Linked DNA regions of Mus musculus: region 1 is linked to region 2. Evidence: chromatin contacts called from public promoter capture Hi-C data. All regions are on one chromosome and are shown on one strand. Each heading gives the region's core, a stretch centred on a gene start, on an enhancer-like site or on the middle of the called end of the contact. The rest is flanking DNA. Distances are from core to core; before and after follow the strand shown. Region 1 holds the start of Col6a3 (collagen, type VI, alpha 3). Region 2 holds the start of Iqca (IQ motif containing with AAA domain).

The links. Promoter capture Hi-C pulls out the DNA fragments that hold promoters and counts their contacts.
Region 1: a contact with region 2 is called in a promoter capture Hi-C map of hippocampal neurons, with 2.7 times the contacts expected there. The contact joins the promoter of Col6a3 here to the promoter of Iqca in region 2. A contact is called at or near these places in 1 of 39 promoter capture datasets (hippocampal neurons) and 1 of 115 datasets of contacts at active chromatin or transcription factors (pancreatic cancer cells).

The regions. Positions count from the first base shown.
Region 1 is chr1:90,842,625-90,846,563 of GRCm38.p6, forward strand. Col6a3 (collagen, type VI, alpha 3) reads right to left here and starts at 1,347. Exons shown (of 44, transcript NM_001243008.1): 1 at 1,122-1,347.
Region 2 is chr1:90,152,048-90,155,925 of GRCm38.p6, forward strand. It overlaps Iqca (IQ motif containing with AAA domain), which reads right to left and starts at 1,389. Exons shown (of 19, transcript NM_001368722.1): 1 at 1,118-1,389. The coding sequence starts at 1,128. 4930434B07Rik (a long non-coding RNA gene) reads left to right here and starts at 1,445. Exons shown (of 4, transcript XR_878374.2): 1 at 1,445-1,691; 2 at 2,026-2,210; 3 at 2,348-2,586.

The DNA.
Region 1 (3,939 bases), core at 97-2,596, 690 kb after region 2:
CCACATTTCAGCTTGCTCTGGGAAGCTGGGAACTGTCCTCAGGTCCCATGAATCCCCTTGAAGCTCTGAGACTCTGGGGTTTTCATCTGGAGTCAGCTCGGGGTAGGGAGAGAAATGACTTCTCTAGGGTGTAGTGTGCCCACTGGTGCTCATACAACTTGTTCTTGAAGTCCACACCAGTCCCTAAGTTTGCCTGGGCTTTTGTGAAATTCATTTTTCTTAGCCTTTCTCCAGTACTCCAATGAACCCTTCCCATTGGCCCCACCCTTGCATTGATCCCATGGTAGCTTGAAATAGATCCCCAAATGGGCTGGCAACCATCCAGGAACTCTCTTCCATCCTCAGTGAGAGAGGGCCTGAACCCCACCCAGCATCCTCATGGCCAGGGAATAGCCCTTGGGCCTCCCAACTTGGCACAGGCCTCTCATCTGGACAACCCACGGCAGCCCAGTCCCGAGCTTTGCCTTATCCACTGGGGAAGTTGCTCTAGTATCACATTGCGCATGCTTTAGGCCTGCAGTTCCCTTAAGCATCCTCAAAGGACAAATCCTACAACAGTGACTTCAGATACCTAAAATGATGAAGCAGCAGCCTTGATGGCCATGGCTAAGCAGCTCCGGCCCAGCCCTGCAACTGGCACCAGTATCTCTCCAAACTCGGAAGACAGCAGTTTGCCTGACCAGCCTCTCTGCACTTAAGAGTATACCCCTACCCATGACCCTTGGAGAACCCAAAGAGATGAGCTCTCTCTGGGGTCCACTCTGCAGGTTGCCCTATGCTCCCATCAGATGCCTCTGCAAACAAAGCAGCTGGTCTGGGGAAGGAGAAGCGACTTTTAACAAGCCAGCTGGAGGAGAGCACCAGTCAGAAGTGCATAGCATGCAGGCAGGGACACACAGGACACTCCCCGCAGCAGCAAACCTAGACACAATCGGACAATCCGTGACCTTCAGCAGGTTAAAGAAACCCTTGTGCCACAAAGGAAAGAAAGAGCAGCAGACTCCTAAAGTATGTCCAGAAAACTGAGTGACGGGGTGATCGTAAGAGCCACTAACTCACTTCTGATTGAAGTGTTTCCCTCATGCCACAGAGGAAACGAATAAGCAAAAACTCACACTTACCCTGAGCGGACCTGAAGACGCGTGTCCCTGGGCTTCTAAACTCAATCACGCTTCACCAGGATGCATAGTGTTCTCTCTTGCTAAGTCTCCTTTTCTTCCTGCAACCCTTCTCCACCAAGGAACAGAGGATCCAGGATCAGAAGACACAGTCTCCTCTTGCAATCCTCGCTGGAAGCTGGAGCCTAGAGAACTGAGCAGCCTTTGGGGAAAGGCTGAACTCCAAACTGGACAGGGTCCAGGGGTACAGTCAGGGCTTCCTCCTGCTCCTCCTCTCGCTCCCGCCTCTCTCTCCCTCCTCCCCTGCCTTCTTCTCCTCCTCCTTCTCCTTCCTTCCTCCAAACCCCTCTTCTCCCCTCCCTGCCATAGGACAGACCCAAACTGTAAATGAAAACCAGACCTGGGGCTCTGTTGCTTCTGGCCTGCTCTGCAAGCTGATGTCACCTATGAAGGCCGTCTTTGCCTTACAAGCATTTAGCTGGACTCCTGCAAACTCCAGCTCTAAGAAGGGGGGTGGGGGGAGGAAATGGACCATGAGCTAGAAGGAATTAGATTTTTCAGTCATTGGTTACTGAGGTAAGACTAAAGTGTGGTAAAGATGAGACCCGAAAGAGTCGGGGAAACAGCTTTAGCCCCATGGTTCTTGACCTTTCTAGGGCTGCGACTCTTTAATGCATGCTGTGCTGACCCCCAACCATAAAATTACTTCATTGCCACTTCATACCTGCAATTTTGCTACTGTCACGAATCATAATGTTATGAATTGGATATTCGACCCCCATCAGGGTCACAACCCACAGACTGACTGCCAGAGGCCATAAAATGTTTAATGCCTGAGCAAGAGGACCTGAGGTCTGTCCCCAAAATACACATTAGAAATTTAAAAAAAGAAAAAGCCAATGTGGTGTCAAACCATCACTGGGAAGGCAGAGAAAGGCAGATCCCTGGGTCTTACTGTCAGTGAATTTAGCTGAATCAGTAAGTACCAAATAAAGACAGAGAGAACCTATCTCAACAAGAAAGAAGGAAGGGAAGGAGGGAGAGAAGGAGAGAGGAAGGGAAAGAAGAACAGAGAAGAGGAGAGGAGAAGCGAGGAGAGGAGAGGAGAGGAGAGGAGAGGAGAGGAGAGGAGAGGAGAGGAGAGGAGAAAGATGGAGGGGCTGAAGAGATGGCTCAGTGGCTGCTCTTGCAGAGGACCTAGGTTCAGTTCCCAGTACCCACATGGGAGCTCACAACCATCTAGGTCCAGGGGATCTGACACCCCCATCAGACCTCCAAGCCCACAAGGCACATACGGTATACAGACATAAATGCAGACAAAGCACTCATACACATAAAGTAAAAAAAATTAAATAGTTTAAATGCACTTCAATAGCTACAAAAAAATTAATGAATTTGCCACTTCTACCCATCACCTTTTAGGCCAGGCCTCTGCAGGAAAAAGAATGAGTTTTGGAATTTCTCCGTGGGTATCCATGGTTTTCAACCACCATCAGAAAGAAAAACAGGAAATGCAATCTCCCCCCCTCCACCCTCACCACACCCTCCCATTTCTTCTTGAAGTTTCTGAACTGAGACCTCGCTTAATAATCTCTCTTTTCAAATATCAAACCCAGCAATTAGCGTCGTCTCCTTGGCTTGCCGCTAACCAGAGTTCTGTTTGCCAGCGCGAAAGGCAAGAGGGCAAGAGTTCTATACATAATGATCCTGATTGTGAGGTCTCCTTCTGGGCGCACACTGGGGTGGGGGCGGTTTTCTGGCTCAGACTCCTACAGAAACTCTCCAGTGGGAACACGGGTTTCTACAGAGCTTTGTACCTTTCAAAGCACTTTAAAGTACATCTCTCAAAAACCTCAAGGACCTCCCCAACCTGAAACCCTTTCATACTGGAAAGAGGGGTACACTTGGGTGCCAGAGAAGAACACGGGTTCCTGCTGTGTCCTTCTCTACTTTATTCCCTTGAGACAGGCCTCTCACTGAACCTGGAGCTCAGCTGTCAGCTGCCAAGCTTTGGCAATCCAATCCTGTCTCTATCCATCCAGCCACACACACACACACACACACACACACACACACACACACACACACACACACACACAGCTGAGGCTGCAGGTGCACACTTGGCCACACCTAGTTTCTTAAGTGGGGGCTGGGTATTCAAACCCAGGTCCTGATACTGACATACCGAGTGCATACCGAGTGCTCTCCACTCCACCATCTCTCCAGACCCCATGAGAATTTAGGTAACTTGAAATTATGCTCCTGTTTTGAAGGTGAGTAAAGTCACATCCCAAGAGGACAGGTGACACTGTTATGATACCCACTGAGTTAGTAGCAGAACTCGGGTCAGAGCCCCTACGTTTCTCACCACTCAGCCATCCAGTGGCTCACATGAAAAGTTAGATGTCACAAAACATCGGGAGCTATCTGTATTTTACTAGGAGATCCCATCGAAGCCATGTGCAGAAAGCGAGATCACTAACTCCTTCCATGTGTTACCTCCTTCTGATAGAGGGGAGACAGGAAGGCAACACCCCAGAGAGAATCTCAACCCTACATCTCCATGGCTTCCTAATGCTCTGCTGCTGAGAATGCACTTGCTGGGTGTGAGGTGGGCAATGGGCATGCAGACCTGAATGGGCAGAGGGTGGGGAGGGGGTTTCCTCATCCACCTCCTTTAAGTAAAAACTGGAGCAGAGGTTCTAGGCATTAAACCATGCTCTTCATGTGACATGGGGGGGGGGACAGCATTCTCTTTGTCACATGCTCACACCCCAGTCCTCTCTGTACCATGCAGTCATGGGTCCTGGCCTCACAGAAC
Region 2 (3,878 bases), core at 139-2,638:
CGACCGCCTCATCCCTTTCTGCTGTGGGAAACTCTCAGGCCTTCACTGCACCGGCTCCCCTCTCCCATGTCCAGAATGATCTTTCTGGCCCATCACTCCACGGTCAGTTACGAGCAGAGACCTTAGGCTGCTAATGTGGCTTCCAGTCTTGCCTCTTCATAGACTCATGCCAGGATCACTGGGTAGAGCCTGCTCTCTCTCTCTCTCTCTCTCTCTCTCTCTCTCTCTTTCTCTCTCTCTCTCTCTCCACCATTTTCCCATGGAGGAAGGGGTTTTGGATCCTTTGCCGTGCTAGCTCTTCTTCCCGCTGATCCGGGCTCGCCCTCTTACCTACACTTATTCTGTGTCTCCTATGGACCATCCTGGGTCCACACTGTCAAGTTCCTACTTCATCTCTATGAAGCTAAGAGCTGATATTCAACAGCCTTCCTTCGAGTTCCACAGGCTGCATGCATGCAGTCTGCTTTCCTGGTCTCCCCACACCCCACTCCTCACTTCCAGGCTTAGGTTTCCTGAAAGTCAGTATTGGGAGGCTGGGGGTAGGCTGGAGCTGGAGCTGGAGCTGTGGTATACAGCTGTTACACATTGACGCTGTGAGCCACTGCCCCATGAGGATGTCTCTTCAACAAGATGGAAACAGCACGCAGAGCTACAGCTTTACAGGATGGCTGTGGCCATGGCTGGGCCCTGAAACTTACTCCAGTCAAGCCATACCGTGTGCTCCCAATGTGAAGTAAGTGCAGAGCCAGGTACACAGGGTGGGGACAGACACACACAGGGCAACAGCCTCGGGGTTGGGCTGGGAAATAGGGTATTGCTGCTTCCCCCAGATCTTTCTGGAGCTCGATCTAGGGACTGGTGTTTCCACAAGCAACCCCTTCATGACTAATAGAAAAGCCACCTCGGTCACCCATGACATGTGATGAAGGCCTGGAGGTCCTCCCCTGGGGAAGGAGGGAAACAGTCTAGTGTTCCTTGCTGAGACAGGGAGAGTCATTTCTGAGGCACATTGAACTTGATAAAAGATAAAAAGGAGGAGGGAGGAGGGAGGGGGAAAGGCAGAAGCCACCCTGCCCAGGCGACCCCCCCACTAAGGCAATAGTAACCCACCACTTACAGGTTCGACATGGTTGGCCTCTTTCTGTCTTTCCTTCACCCACAGGAAAGCTTTTCCTTGGCCTCTAAAGGCTGGCCTACTGCCGAAGTTGGGGGAACTCCCCCTAGAGGTTTTCAGAGGTTGGGGATTCCTCTGGAGGGAGGAACAGGGACTGAGGACAGCCTGTCTCTTAGGGCAGGGAGAGGCTTGGCAGGGTTGGTGACCTGTGGCCACCCTCCTGGAGAGCAGGCTCTGACTGGGATTCCCTCGCTCCGGTTGCTGCCTCGGGCTCTGGAACCCCACTTCTCCCACTAGAGCGTCTTCAGGTGGCCCCTAGCAACAGGAACTCTACATCTGAGCAGTGCCTGCTTATGTTTCCGTTTCCGTGGCAACTGCAAGGCAGGGCGCGAGGAGCTAGGGGCGAGGCAAGTTCTGCAGCTGACCGGGTGGGAGGAGCTACGTCCGGCTCTCCAGGTCCTGCTTTGTCTCTGTCTGGAGTCTCTGACATCTTCCCATCTTCAGAGTGGGTGCAGAAGTTGCGCACTTTGGCAAGCGCAGAGGCCGGCACTCCATAAAAGAGAAGTGCCCTGTTTATGTGAGCCGTCAGCGACCCGCAAAAAGGCTTTTCTTAGTTTTCATTCTTAGTTAACGTTAAAATTTAGTGGCAAACTTTACAAAGAATCTGCAGTTCCTTTAGGGGCATGCCCTGAATCGCACAATAGAGAGACAGGATTCGGGGAGGGAGGAAAATGTGGGGGGAAAGTGGAGAAGAGGGAGAGGGGAAAGAGGAGAGCCAACGCAGGAAGCAACAGACCCAAACCACAGACCATTATCGAGGGAGGGAACAAAGGAGGTACGAACCTCTCCCCAACCCTGTAGCAGTATGAACCTCCATCTAGAGGCTGCAATGGAGTCCTGATTTATGCTAGGCCCAGTTCCCCAAGTCTTTGTGGAGAAAGCAGCCAGCCAGACAACACACCAAGGGTCCCAGGGATGTTTTTTTGATGAAAGGGTTCAACAGAGAAAGGAATTGGGAAAAGCTGAGAAAGGCCAGGCACAACTCAGCATGTCCTGACTTCGAGGAGCCGGAATCAGCCATAGTGACTGTGGCTGGGTAAGATGGAGACTCATGGGCTGCTCAAAAGGGTTAGCTGGTGTTCCTGGGGGGCGGGGGAGGAGGAGCTTCTAGGGCTCTGGAGATTGGTTAATTCCTTGGGGGAGAAATATGCGGGCCTGACTTTTGATCCCTAGCACCCATGGGGAAAAGCCAGGTTCTGTGGCACACATCTTTGAAGCCTGTGCAGACAAGACGATCCCTGGTGTGCACTGCTAGCCGATCTAGTCTGTTCTGTGAGCTCCAGGCTCAGGAAGAGACTCCATCTGAAAAAATAAATGAGGTGAAGAGCAGTCCAGGAAGAAACCTGATGTTGATTCTGGCCTTTATCTATGTGCCCGCCCACAATTCATGGAAATACAAAGAGACATCTAAGGTGGGATGGGGGAAATAGAGAGAAGGAGGGAGAGAGAAGGAGGGAGGGAGGGAGGGAGGGAGGGAGGGAGGGAGGGAGGGAGGGAGGGAGGGAGGGAGAGAGAGTTTTCTTGCTATGTTCTGGGAGAACCAAGAGATGGCAAGACAACACCAGGAGCCATGCTGGCTGTCAGCAACAAGTGCTTTCAGTGCCAAATACAAAGTGCAAAGCTCTCGAGGGGAGAGTGGGAGCCACTTAGTGCTCAAATAGGAAAACCATCAGGACCTTAACTAGCGTGTTAAATGTCAAGAGAGAACTCAGGACCCCACAGCTTGACCATAAGAGCTTTCATAAATTACCTTGATCTACTTGCATTCCCAGGCGGAGGTAGAAGGAATAACTCAGTCAGCGCTCAGCTGGGAGAGGGCAGTGCCAGCTGCTGTATGAAGTCAATGCAAGTCACACACACACACAAGCTCATCAAAACAAAGTGCTTGACCACGGTGCTCAGATAGCAAATAGTGCACGCAGCTCCGAGTTTGACGCTAGGGTGTCAGGCACAGTGTTGTGACGTTGGCCACCACCTCACTGGACAGTTATGTAAGGTGGAACTGAGAGCCGGGGGTGTAAGCAACTAGTTTCAAGGCCACACTCAAATAGACACTGGAGTTGATGTGTATCACTAGCTGTTTGGTCTTCGAAGACCACCTGGAGTTTCCCACCTTGTAAAGATGGGAACCGCTTCACCTTTCCTGGTGGTGCCTTTGAGAAGTCAAATGATTATGGGTCAGGCCCTAAGTAGCCCTGACGAGGGGACAAACAGCTGAAGGTCTCAATCTCAGTGTGGGTACCAACACTTGTCTTGGTTAAAGTTTTGGGTTTCTGTGAGACCAAAACAGTGGGTCCTCAGCTATTCATCCATCAGGGACACCCAGCACTGCTCCCTGAGGGGACAATGCAGAAAGCCCACTGCATCCACTGCCTTTAGTGATTCGCACAGCCTCAGCATTCAGTTGCCAAGCTCCTTGTCAAGGGTGCTTTACTTCTTGCTCTCTTTGGAGCAAATAGACACTTACACTGCCATCTGAAAAGCCAGATAGGGCAGCAGACAGAGACACTTTGCTGGAGTTAGTAGCCTTCATGGAGTTTGGGAAAGAGTGACCATGGGGTGGGGGTGGCTATAGGCCGTCACCACAGAAGGACACTTTCTTGAAAGTGAACAGGCTCAGATGCCTGTGGAGGTCCACTTGAGCTATGCTTGCATCTAATGCTTAAAGGTCATCTGTGAAGGCGCATCAAGCTCAAAGCAGGAC